Regions from separate parts of the Zea mays genome. Here regions 2 and 3 are each linked to region 1. A link is a contact called in public Hi-C data. All regions are on one chromosome and are shown on one strand. Each heading gives the region's core, a stretch centred on a gene start, on an enhancer-like site or on the middle of the called end of the contact. The rest is flanking DNA. Distances are from core to core; before and after follow the strand shown.

What was found. Hi-C and Micro-C count contacts between places; a contact is called where the count stands out from the background.
Region 2: a Hi-C map of leaf shows a contact between it and region 1, with 5 times the contacts expected there. The contact joins two enhancer-like sites. A contact is called at or near these places in 5 of 25 Hi-C or Micro-C datasets (bundle sheath, endosperm, leaf and 1 more).
Region 3: a contact with region 1 is called in a Hi-C map of leaf, with 5 times the contacts expected there. The contact joins the promoter of LOC100275862 here to the enhancer-like site in region 1. A contact is called at or near these places in 2 of 25 Hi-C or Micro-C datasets (ear and leaf).

What each region holds. Positions count from the first base shown.
Region 1 is chr2:111,568,000-111,572,555 of Zm-B73-REFERENCE-NAM-5.0, forward strand. No RefSeq gene overlaps it. Among protein-coding and RNA genes, the nearest start is that of LOC103646839, 29 kb to the left of the region's middle. Within about 2 kb of position 1,837, at least 3 of the 20 cell types and tissues checked have an H3K27ac peak or open chromatin away from gene starts, as enhancers often do. A contact at or near this core is called in leaf, where this site is marked.
Region 2 is chr2:111,297,580-111,301,910 of Zm-B73-REFERENCE-NAM-5.0, forward strand. No RefSeq gene overlaps it. Among protein-coding and RNA genes, the nearest start is that of LOC100275862, 87 kb to the left of the region's middle. Within about 2 kb of position 2,047, at least 18 of the 20 cell types and tissues checked have an H3K27ac peak or open chromatin away from gene starts, as enhancers often do. A contact at or near this core is called in leaf, where this site is marked.
Region 3 is chr2:111,209,331-111,214,045 of Zm-B73-REFERENCE-NAM-5.0, forward strand. LOC100275862 reads right to left here and starts at 3,086. Exons shown (of 3, transcript NM_001367829.1): 1 at 2,796-3,086.

The sequences.
Region 1 (4,556 bases), core at 587-3,086:
ACAAACTTGTAGAGGTATTATAGGAGAACAACCTTTACTAAATGTGGTAGCCCTAAAACCATATGCAACTAGGAAAAAAGTGGTCCAATGTGGGCTGACAGGTTTGGATTTCAGACTGGCTGATTGAAAACTGAATTTCAGTAAAAAGTGCTAAGTTTGAAGCTCCTTGGTGATCAATCCATGTGCCTTTACACTGTAGTTATTGTAGCAAACTTGGATACTAATTCTAGGGGAGTAAATCTTAGTAAGGGTCATGCCCCTAAAGCTAATTGGAACTGGGAGGAATTGGTGCCCAAAACACGCTGTCAGACTTTGATTTCAGACTTGATTCAGTTACCTAAAACTGAATTTCATGAGTTTTACTCAACTTTGGAGCTTTCTTGTGGCTAATCCATGGAGTTATGAACTATGGTTTCTATAGGAAAATCATACAAAAGTGAACAAGTTTTCTTAAATAAGTTTGATTTGGTGCTGCACTAAATTTGGAGTAAATTGCGCTCAAACTCTCTCTGTTAGGTGTGGGTTCAGCTTTTGGTTTAGTTAGCTGAATCTGAATATCAGTATTTTCACCTTACTTTGAAGCACTATAACTCTTGATCCATGATTATTTGACCTAGGGTTGCTGCAGAAAGTTTGTAGAGGTATGTTTTGTGAGCAAATTTTGTTACCTAAGGTCAGCCTATTATTATTGAAAATTGGGAGAAAATTTGCTCCAAATTGATCCTGTCAGGTTCATGTGTTCAGGTAGCCGAAGTAGAAAATTCAGTGTATTGGAAGGAACTTTGGGGCATTGTAACTTTTGACCTGGGTGCTTTTAGCTCTGAGATTCCATAGCAAGGTGGTAGAGGTTTGTTTTGTGATCATAATTGGTTAGGCTTGGTCGACCTGGTTCAGGTGGGCAGTAGAATGTTGGACTCGATAAACTTCAGTGTGGATTTTTAACTATAAGCCAGATCTTTATGCACAGTTGATGGCGGTTAGTTTTGGCCTGTGGTGTTGTGGATATGTGAGGGTGTCTGTGGGGATGTAAGGATAGACCTTGAGTTCCAAATATCTAAGCCTAAGGAAGTTTATAACTTATCAGACAGTTGCTGTCCTGCTATAATATGAGTCCTGCATAGTGAGATGGACAGACACTGCGTGTCCTGTTTCATGCAACTCCTAACCCTCGGTGTGTGCATAGTGAGATGGACAGACACTGCTTGTCACCGTTCTTATTTCTGTTACCGTGGCCACCAGTGTAGTATTGTTCTTCCTGTCTTCTCATGCCCCTGATCCTAAACCAGCGAGTCCTTTATCCCTCTCTATCTTCGTGCTCGTAAGAGCTTTGCTGTGCTGTTCTCCCTGCCTGAACTCGCCCCGCATCGTCGACGGACATTTAGATTGACGAACATTTAGGTCTTACGAACATGTTCTTCGTGCTCGTAATTTCTTTCTTATATTTTTGTCGTTGTCGTCGCTGTTCCCCATCCTGGTGACCACGCCGACCAATGTTCCCACCCCGCCGTGACCAAGGCTTTCCAAGGTGATGCTTGTTTGTTATGTTCATGTTCCCTCACCCCCTTATGACAATCAAGTTCATGAAGCTTTTCGTTTGAACGCCGCCGGATCGTTGGCGAACCCTGTCCGTGGCCACCTCACCTCGCCGTCGCGTTCCAGGTCCAAATCGGTAGCGAGTAGGTTCAAGTCCCGATTTGCTTCGCGGTGAGCTCCATGCGCTCTCCATATGTTTTGCTAGTGCAGCGGGTTAGTGGTGGAGCCGTGTCGGCGTCGAAGTAGACGCAGCGCCGCCGCCGGCGTACGCGGGGAAAGCAGCGCGAACGCACACGAGTTCTGGAACCTGGGTTGTCAGCGCAGCTTTTGTTCCTGGTAATTGGGCTGGCTGGGCGAATTTTGGCCCAGTCTATTATGAAATTTCTTTATTAATTAACTGATAACTTGTAAACTAGGTTAAAAATTGTAGAAAAATTGGAAAAATGTGAAACAAATTTGTGGGGTTCATTAAATGGTGTAGTTTCTGTTACAATTAATTTTGGAATTTTTACAACAAATAGTAAATTTTGGCTAACTAAAAGATGCTCTTAAAAGGATTAAATGAATTTTAGTAGTAAAACTAAATCTCCAAAAATTATGAAAATTGGTGGGGGAAACTATTTAACACAACATTAGCCCTTGGTAAAAATTTGAACCAGTTTGGGATTGGTTTGCCCAAAAAACCTTGAAATAGCTAAATAGCAATATTTAAATTCACAAATCTAGTGTTAATATATGTTTAAAAGGAGTTTGAATCTATAAATTGTTGGGTAACAACCTTGGTAGACTTAAGTTTGTTTAGTTCTCTGGTTTTTTCTAAGTAACTTCAGTTTGGTCCTTCGCATGTAGTGTTAGACTATATAAGAATGTGGGTATACTTGTCATATGCTTGGTTTTGTTGTGTTTATGTGCTCCACCTCTCCCTTGTGAGAGTTTGCATGGAGTACCATTATATAAACATTCATGTATTTGTAATTGACTTGTAGAACATGTAGAAGAAGTGGTGTTTGAAGATGGAGCTTACTATCTAGTGGTGCCATTCCCTATAACTAATTATCATAATAGCAGGATTTTAGGATCTTCCCCTGCAATAAGGCAAGCCCCCGTTGCATTTGCCACCTTCCTTGTATTTATAAAAAATTATCACTTATATGCTGCATTAGGTGATAGGAGTTGATTGATTAAACACTTGGTACATTACCATCCTTGAAAGGTTGATTGCCATACCTTATTACCTGTTTATAAAAACTAGTGATGCTTAGTCATGCTGATAGAATAAGAAAAATGTTTTTGATCTATGACTCATATTTTTACAAATAAAATGAGCTTGGATAATGAAGGCATCAAATCGCGATGATGAATTCATTATTGAAGCATGGCCCCTCTATTAGGCGCCAAAGTTTTGAAATAGTTTAAAACGACACCACACATTGAGCTGGAGAGGTCGCCCGTCTGTGTCGATTAAGGACCGTACCGATTGTATGCCTATTGATCGAGAACTTTTTAGCTGGCCACATACCTCGTCATGGGTAAGCCTGAACCCGACTACTCCATATGTGAAAAGATAATCGCGCACTGGGAGTGGAGAGATGGCAGGAGTGGCGTGTACCCTCCTGGCACGTGGCTGGATGGTGGAGTACCGTACTCTTAGGTGGCGCGGACCGGTTCACATAGTGGATGACCCATGGGAAGGGTAGACATATGCAAGGGTTAAGTGCTATATATGTCGTGTGGTTGGAGATCCCAAGCTAGGTATTAATCGATTCTAATCGCCGTTATTTGTTGGTCTTGAAGACTGCTCTACATCGTAGATAACAAGTATAACAAAGTTTTGGTTAAAAGAAATCTTGTGTAGGCCATGTGAATGATCTAGATTAGGAAACTCTAGAGACAGGTTAGAAGATTCAGGTAATGACCTAACTTGTGAAATAAAACTTGGCTTAAGGATCCATTATTAGTAAGATTTTATGCAAAAGGGAGTCCTTGATAATTGATGAACTTTTCCCTTGATTCCCAAAAGCTAGCATGCCCTTGAGAGTCTTTTCCTTAGTCGGGTAAGTCTTGCTGAGTAATTGCCTACTCAGGATTTTATTCCCTATGTTGTTGTAGGAAAGACTTTTGATGCCTTTGGCTTTATTAGTAGCTTCTTGTGGAGGCCTTGAAGCTTAGATTACTTATGTGTATCTCTTTTGGAAAGGCTTCACCTTCCCAAGTACTATAGTTAAGTTATACACTTTGAAGACTATCAGGACTTGCAATAATTTCAATCCCTTTTATGTTGTAAAACTTGAGTTCTGCAATGTAAGGTGTATTTTATAAAAGTCTTCCGCTCTATCTCCAATGTGTGTGTATCAAATGTGATTACTGTAATATGCCTGTTATGTGGGAGGTCCTTAGGATGATGAGTTCAAGTTTATGAACTCGATAGCCTTGTTAAGTTACCTAGTACACATGCATTGATATCTGAGGCCATTAAGGCAAGGATTAGTGCATGTGGCTCTGATAACTTGGGAGAGCTGTCACATCTATGGTAAGGTTTGCAAAAAGAGAAGACAAATCATCATTCTTTTCACTAGGGCTACCCTCATCATCGAAAGTAGTATATTTGGGGTGTCTCTAGAGTATACCTTCTTCTTTTTGCCCTCTTTGGCCATGAGACACTTGTGGACGACATTGGGGAAGAGGACACCCTTGTTGATGGCAATGTTGGAGGCATCCTCATTGGAGGAGGAGTCGTTAGAGATCTCGTCGGAGTCCCACTCCTTTCCCATGTGCGCCCCACCACCCTTCTTCTTCTTGTGGTAGTACTTCTTCTCCGTCTTCTTCTTCCCCTTCTTGCCATCGTCCGTGTAACTATCACATGCATATGGACATTTATAAATATAATGACCGAACTTACCACACCGGTAGCAAACCCTCTTGGAGAGGAGTTTGTACTCCTTCCCTTTCCTTTGCTTGAGGATTTGCTCGAAGCTCTTAACGATAAGAGTCATATCCTCATTGTCAAGCTTGGTGTCACACCC
Region 2 (4,331 bases), core at 797-3,296, 270 kb before region 1:
TGACAGGTGTCACATTCTGATACGTATCGAGCTATTTCCCTCTTCATTCTGGTCCACCAATACAAGGGTTTCAGATCATGGTGCATCTTGGTGCTTCTCGGATGCATAGAGAATTTGGAGAGATGAGCCTCATCCAAGATTTTCTTCTTGAGATCCTTGTTTTTAGAAACCACCAATCTGCTTCCAAACCACAATATACCCTTCCCATCTTGGCGGAAACACTTATACTTCTCTGTCTTCTGATGGAGGTTCTCCTTAATGATTTGCACTCCCTTGTCACTGAGTTGGGCCATGATTATCTGGTCTCGCAAAGTTGGCTCAATGGAAATGTGAGACAAAGCACCAGAAGGAATCACTTCAATCTTCATTTTGCTCAACTCATCACACAGGGTGTTGATGAGAGAATCCATCATAACACAGTTAGATTGTGACTTCCGACTCAAGGCATCAGCTACCACATTAGGTGGTAGTGTACCTCCAGGTCGTATTCCTTGATCAGCTCTAGCCATCTTCTCTACCTCATGTTAAGATCAGCCTGAGTAAAGATATACTTGAGGCTCTTATGATCTGTGAAGATGTTGCAGTGGGTTCCCATCAAATAGTGTCTCCACATCTTCAATGCATGAACCACGACTGCTAATTCCAAGTCATGAGTCGGATAATTTTGCTCGTGAGGCCTGAGTGCCCTGGATGCGTAGGCAATGACCCGGTTGTCTTGCATCAAAACACAACCCAGTCCAGTGCCAGAGGCATCACAGTATACATCAAATGGCTTGGCGTTGTCGGGTTGCACTAACACCGGTGCTGTGGTCAGATGCTGCCTCAAGATGTGGAAAGCGTCTTCACACTTCTGACCCCAGTCAAACTTGGCTCCCTTCTTCAACAATTTAGTCATGGGCTTCATAATTCAAGAGAAGTCTAGGATGAATCTTCGATAATAACCAGCCAATCCTAGAAAACTTCGAATCTGACAGACAGTTGTTGGCGGCTTCCAGTTCATCACTTCTTGCACTTTATCTGGATCAACAGCTATGCCAGATTGAGAGATAGTGTGACCCAAGAATTTGATTTCCTTTAGCCAAAAATCACATTTGGATAGTTTGGCATAAAGACGGTGCTCTCGCAGACGTTGGAGCACTACATGCAGATGACCGGCATGCTCTTCTTCGTTCTTTGAGTACACCAATATATCATCGATGAAAACCACCACGAACTTGTCCAGTTCAGGCATGAAGAAAAAATTCATCAGATACATGAAGTATGATGGAGCATTAGTCAGCCCAAACGACATCACCAAATACTCATACAACCCATATCTGGTTGAGAAGGCAGTCTATCACTTGCTCGTATCTTGATCTGATGATAGCTGGAGCGAAGGTCTATTTTGGAAAACACTTTGGCTCCGTGTAAGTCCCAAAATTGGTATAAGAAAAAAAATTAATAATAAAATAAATACACGAAGAAATAAAATAGCAAATACAGAAATCTCAAATTATACTTGAGTGTTGAAATTTGAGGACTGAATTTTGAAACCAAGAACTATTTTTTTTAAAAGATGTAATATAAAGGTTTTCAGTTCAACTACTAGATGATTATTCATTTCATTAAATGATGCACCATAAGCATTTATTTACAAGAATATTTAATTTTGAAGTGACTTTTACTTCTTACCCACATTCAAAATACTATTTTTCTAAAAAAAGAGAAAACAATATGAGTGTTTCTCATATTTCAAACATCTATAAATCAATTAAAATAAATACATACCTATGACTTCATAATTGATTTTGAGTATGTAATAAAAATTTGAATTCCTAAACTTTATCGTGGATTTGGATTTTAAATTTGTAAATCAAAAGAGAATGAAATGGGAAAATTAGAAATTGAGAAGAAAATAGAAAAGAAAAGGAAGGATTTCTTGCGCTTGGGGAAACCCTCACCTGTCTCGGCCCATTTCCTTTTCTTGCGCGCGGCCCACTAACTCCCTTCCGCGCAGCCCACGAAGCCAACCCCTCCTCACATGCGTGCTCAGCCACTGCCTCACGGCCCTATCGGCCAGTACCTGCTATCACGCATGGATTTAATCTATCTCTGACAATCCAGCATGCCTTGTCAGTTTCATCCTCTTTCCCTGCTTTCTCGCTAACAGACACGCTTGCCTCACCTGGTCTGCCTGGAATCTCGGCCAGTCGGCCATGCCCCACTCAACCGTCCGCAGAACTCGCGGGCAGCTCCGGGCTCGCCCAAATCGCGCGCCCCTAGCTAACCGCCTCTAGCTTTGCCTTGGCCGCAGCTTGGGCGCAATCAACACGGTCGTGACCAACTCCCTGTTAATCCGCTTGGATCGTTGCGGCCTCTCTGCGGTGCATATAGGTCCCAATCCCTGCGTCCCCATGGCCCCTCGCCAGCCGACGATGCTCCACCACGCCCGCGTCCCTGCTACCCTCTAGCGCCTGCCGTTATTTTCCCTGCACCCCTATCTACTCCATGGACCATCCCATGACCGGTCCACGTGCTCATCTGGGGTCCCATCGAGGCTCCCCGCAACCGAGATGCCTGGACGCGTGTATCGGTAACCCGACCGCGACCGCCGCCGTGGTTCTCCACTGTTGGCGCCACCATGAACCCAGCCGCGCTCGCTGCCATGGGCGCTTCGTCGATTTTCCATGGCCGGGGAACTCCACCGCGCCGCCGCTGCTGTAGTCAATCCCATGTGCATTGCCGCACCGAGAAGATGGCCGTCGTGGTCAACTCGCGTGGACCTCGCCGCTTGGCCACAGGTGATTCCTGGCATTCTCTGGGCGTACTCGCGGGGGGCTGTGGGCCTTGGCGATGGGCTGCTGGAAACACGGAACGCCGGTGTTGCGTGTGTTAGGATGTGTCCTCTACACTAGCCGGTTAACAGTAACCAGGGTAGGGTTAATCCTAACCGTCTAACCGCGCCCCTGATCGGGGGCTATCCTAACCGTTGGTTGCAGCCCCCGGTCACACGACGCCATATAAATAGATTAAGGGGGCCGACGGGTTTAGCCAACGCTAATCGCTCGACCACAAACCCTAATCGACACTTTGAGAGGAACCGATCCCCTAGGCGCTCGGAGTGACTGGAATCGCTATGACTATGTCTCAGATCCCCGTTATCCCATCGGGATCTGAGATTCCCCCTGCAGGCAACATTGGAGGAGCTGATCCACCGCCGATCAACGACGGAAATCAATCTCCTCGACACTAGCAGGGAGATCGACAAGAAGCAGGAGGCGGGTCTTCGCTGCAAGACGCCGCCGCAATGATGGCTAGGAACAACAACGACGGTATGTATACATGTACCCCTCAGTAGAATAGATCTACTCATCATCGAGGTATTTTAGACACGGATTGGTATTCTAGGGACTTAGGAAACGATCCTAAGCACCAGCAATCCCTAACAATGGTATCAAAGCCACCTAAGAACCCTAGATCTCCTAATCCGCATCGTTTTATGAGATCACAGAAAGGTCTCAGATATATGTGATGAACTCATTTATTTATCATCATTCATCACCCGAGAACAGAGAGTTTAGAATAGATTAAAAGAATTTTAGATCTCTCGGGTTAGGGTTTTAACCTAACCTAAATCTAGGGTTTTAGGCCACTGTCAGAGACTTGGTCTCGGCCAAACCCAGGAAATCCGAGATAGTAAAACAGATCAATGTTTTAGGGTTAGGGTTTAATAACCTAACCCTAATCATGACTAGGCCAAAACAAACAACACCTCCACTCCAGCGGCTTAGAAGCCTTGCTGGGCCTGGCCGTGTGGCCGATCAAGGCCATTTTGGCATTTTTTTTATCCAGCGATTTTTTTTCTGGAATTAGAGAACAGCAAAGAAATAAGAAAATAGTGAAGAAAATTCAGAATATTTTTTTTCTCAGTTATAGAAAATTTCAGAGATATTTACGGACTATTTTTATTCCGCTGCGTACTTTGATACTTTTATTTATATTTTATGCAATTTTTTCCAGTTAATTATGAAACCAACGTGGATTGATTATTGTTTAAATTGCATAGAATTCAGAAAATTTTGTGGTTATTGAATATTTTAACCAACGTTGGATATTGTTACCACAATTTATTACAAGTTTATGTTTTCTAGATCATCCAACGATGGTTTTAGAAATTTTGTGATCAGAAATTTTCATAGATATGACATGATTATTATTTGACCAACGTTGAATATTTAATTCATGCATTTTCTATGATTCAGTATTTATTTCAGATGTCCTAAATATTAATAGAAAGTCTTGTTAAGGAACAGATTCTCCATCCCCTAGACTTCACAGACTTAGAGCAATGC
Region 3 (4,715 bases), core at 1,836-4,335, 360 kb before region 1:
TGAACACACACAACACCACCCGCCAAACCCATAACATACCTGCGCCAGCGCTCGGTCTGCCCTCTCCCAGACGATGCCGCGGCCGTGAGGGCCCCACATCCTATCATAAAGCGCCCAACAGAGCGCTTCAGGACGTCATCCTCAATCTGGAACACGCCACGATCGAAGTCCTCGTTCACTCGATCGAAGACCTCAAAATCCCTGCACCCCTCTCTAGACAAACCATTCGCGGCCCCTTCGCAAGTGACGAGAGACGCATATGACATGAGACCCGTCACGATAGACGGGAGCGACCCCCAGTAACCTTCAGCATGCGCGAAGAAGTTTCCCGGAGGTCAGGCGGAGACATCACTTCCTCGGGAACCGCGCACGTCTGCATTAACTCATCAACAAAAATCCCGAAGGGCCTCGGCCCAGTCGCGTCGTCCCCCCATACCTAATTTCCTCTTCTAGGTGGCCACGACCGGAGCCTTCCCCTTTGAGGTGCCTTCGTCAACCCGAGGCTTCACTTGCTTGCCTCGATCGTCACCGACGTCTGCGGAGTCCCCCTCCAGGTAAGGACCATACGGCAAACTATTCAATTCAAAAACACGGTTAAACCTCACGCGGATATCCCAGCTTCTCAACATTTCAGCCTTCGGTGCATAATTTCCGACAATTTTAATAGCCTCCGACTCAACTTCTCGCACGAAAGCGGCAGCATCCCGGCCACGCAAGTATACAGCGAAGGCTGGGCTTCGCACCAGTTTATTCCCTAGGGATGGCATCCGGCGAGGTACAATTTCGCCCAAAGCCCACCCGTGCGCCAAAGGCCACACTCCGCAAGCAACGAATTCTTCCACCAGATCACGACCACTGCTAATACAGGCCGCGTAGCGAAAGGCCTGCTCGTCCTGATCCCATTTCGCCACCTTGAACTGTGGAAACACGTCATAACAATGGGAGCACAAAATAGCAGGGGGCAAACTAGGTAACCCTTCGACGTCGCCAGGCGCCACATAAAACCAGAGATACCACCAGTTACCCCACTTATTCTTCGCACATGGTACAATCTCAACCACTTCAGCCGAAGTCTTCCCGGTCCTCGGCGTGAAGGTGCAAGAACCCAACTGAGCAATCAAGCCACCTATCTTACTCTTCTGCCAGTGCAGACAATATTTTTTTGTGAAGACCTCAACAGGCGGCTCTCCACCGTATGAGAACACAGCCCACACATACTTCGCCAGTGCAGCCATTGCGTTCGGTATCAGTTGATGGATTTGCACCCCAAACCTCCGCAAAACCTCGACTACAAACCAATGTGCCGGCAAACGAAGTCTAGCGGCAAAAAAGCCTCAAAAACAACCAACTCCCCTTCTGGCTCAGGGACATCTTCAGCCCCTAGAGCCCGCCCAACTCTGTTTCCAAAATAACCCAGCTGCTGCATCTCTAGCACGCGGCCCGAGTAAATCCTCGAGGTCCCGAACTCAACCGTATGCCCGGGCTGCAGGTCCACAACTGCCGCCGGGTCGCTAATCGTCTTCTCAGACGACGACGCGGTCAAGGATGCGGTCGCGGCAGACGACGACGAGGAAGAAGACGGCATGGTGACGTACCATCGGCGGCGGCGGGCAGTCTGCTTAACACGGGCTAGATCTCCGGCAGAGCGAGAGCAGAAGAGGGCAAGCAAGCGGAGGAAAGTGCTAGGGTTTCTTCAGCACACGCTCAAACGGGTGAAAAGTTCCAGCCCGCGCCCAGCTTTTATAGGCCAGGGACAGTGCCTCAGGAACTCAACAGTCCTACAGTAAAACGTCTCATCAACGGTCACATTTCAAAAAATCCCGCGCAACCACTTCGAGCGAGGGCAACATTTTCGCCATCTTACGACAGACTTCGGCACCAGCTGATTTAGTCGAACTGGTCCCTCGGAGGACAAATGTTGGAGCGAAGGCTCAACGCCCCCTCGCTCGAAAGATCACAATGTCGAACGGGTTAAGGACTGGAGGGCGCAAAGGCCTGAAGAGCGACCGCGCTTCGAAGAGCATGAAGAGTCCGGGCGAAGACTCGGGCGCTACTTTCGCCAGAACGGGCAAGAGCGAAGACCATCAATAATTCCATTGGCAAAGAATCTAGACTGCGAAGACCATGTGCTGCGATCTACCGCCAATTGTAATAGGGGGGGCCCATGTATAGTTGGCCCACACTGTGAGATCTAGCCTGCAGACCGTCACGCGGGTAGGGCTGTTAGTGGATCAGCCCATGCTTGTAATTAATTACGCTGTAATGACCCGCTGTAACCCCCAAGGGAGAATATTCCGGAGATAACTTAGGTAACCGAGGGTACAATCGTCTTTGACGAGGCAGGGCCAACCCTCGGTTACCTATAAATACTCCCATATAGTACCATTGCGGGGGACAGAAAAACATTGTTGCCCTAATACTCTGTCTTAAGCGACATCAAACTGTTTCCTATTCTCCCACTGTTTGAGGTTGGCTAACCGCGAGTTAGCGAGTTCCAACTCATTGTCAAAACAGCTACCATGAATAGTGCAGGTGACAGGTGCAGCTCAACTACAAACATTCTACGAAAGCTGCATCAATCCTGTAAAAACTATGTGCCCTGCTGCAGTTGCACTAGACAAATAGGCTTATGTTGTGATTAAAATCTCAAGTCATCTGTTAGCCCCATGTGTTTGAACAATAATTGGTATATTTGGAAGTGGCAATCTTTGAAATTGGGAGCAAATTGTTCATACCAAAATGTAAATCTAAAACGATACCAAAACAAGAGTTAACAGGACGCTGAAGTTTTATACCTAGTGCTTGCTTACTTCTTTCAGAAATGTTGTCACCTCCGCACCTGACACTGGTGAACGGCCGCCGACGGGGACAAGGACGGGCGGATTGCAGACTCGCTCTGGTCGAGCCCACGCAGCCCTGGAACTGGATGCCTGGCGCCGCGACACCTGTCTAGCCCTCGCGCCTCGCACGGCCAAACCTGTCAGCGTTGCGTGCTGGAGCCGTCTACCGCCCGTCCCGGTCCGGCCGCCCACTGCTGCTAGGGTTGGGGATTCGCCGCCGATTTGATCGGCCTCACGCCTCCACGCACGGCCGCAGCGGTGATGATGGTGGCCTATTGGGTAGGGATGGTCCGGAATAGTTAGGTGGGCTACTTTTCTCCTTCAGAGCCCACGTTTAATTTTGCATTGAGCCCAGTTGCATAGCCGGGCCAATAACGCAACGAGAATTTCATTCAAATCGTCTACTATTCTACATTAGTATTAGTAAGGTGCCCATACTAACGGAACCATAAATCCAAAATGCAATAATTTTAATCAAAACGATAGAGTTATAGACATAGGGCACGGCTTGAATTTTCATAATCTTAATCACCTAATGAAAAAAAAGTTGTACCCTTCTAGGTTATCTTCAATTTCCTATTCTACATTCATGGAGAACATAAGGTTCCTGATCAACCAATGCACATATACACATAATTATACAATATGTTCCAAGAGGACAAATATTATAATGACAAGCTATATTTCATGGATTCTTGTGAAGGAGAATCATATTCATTTGTAGCTTTGCCATTATTATAGACATTTATACAAAACCCAAGAAGGTTCCTTTTCACATCCAAATGGCATTGCCAATACAAAATCTGTAATTTGGTTAGTAGGGGAGAGTCTATGTTGCCATGTTGATTTTAAAAGGTTAGAGAAATACTGTTACAGGGCCATGGGCCAGTGATTAAAGATTATTCCTCCAGAAAGGTAGCCAAACTATCGGCTTTGATCGTACTTTTGTTCACACTGAGCATGGAGCAAATCACCCCCCCCCCCATTTGTGCATTCAACTAACTAGATTCAAGTTTTCATTTTCCTCCCTAAGAAGCTTCACAACTGTGACCAAGATTAGCAAAAATAAATCACATTTCATACCTCGTCTTCAACCTGCAAACTTGTAAACACCGCTTCCTTATTGAAAGGGAAATAGGGTTAACTTTTCCCTACGATTAATTTTGGTGGTTGAATGTCCAACACAAATATATGGACTAACTAGTTCGCTCTAAGAACTCATGTATTACAGGTGCATAAGGTTCAACATAAACTAATAAAAGATTCAAGTTAGGGACTAAAATGAACCGGAGCAAAGACTTGAGTGTGCTGTGGTCTGGCGCACCGGACTGTCCGGTGTGCCACCGGACAGTGTCCGGTGCACCATGTCCGTACGAAGATGAACCAGCCACTCTTAGGAAAACTGAGCCACGCTCCGCTATAATTCACCGGATTGTCCAGTGTGCCACCGGACTGTCCGGTGTGCAAGCAGAGCATCAGCTACTCACTCCAACGGTCAACTGCAAAAGCCGCTGTGAACAACAGTGTGCGTAGAGTTAGAGCCGCAGAGTCAGAGGTGAGGACGAATCGATCGAGTTCTCCCTCGATCGTCTCGTGCTTGGTGATCTTGGTCACCTCGTCCCCTTCGTGCACCGTCTTGAGGACGTTCCAAATTTCTTTGGCACTCTTTAACCCTTGCGCCTAGAGCTGGGCGTTCGGGTTTACCCGTTATTTCGGGTCGGGCTTTTGGGGGTTTTATATTTCGGGTATCTAACATCTATACCCCAACCCGTACCCATAATTTCGGGTACCCATAATTCCGGGTACCCATAATTTCGGGTACGGGTTCAGGTAGTATCAAACTACCCGAAACAGTGAAACAATATTCAGCAGTAG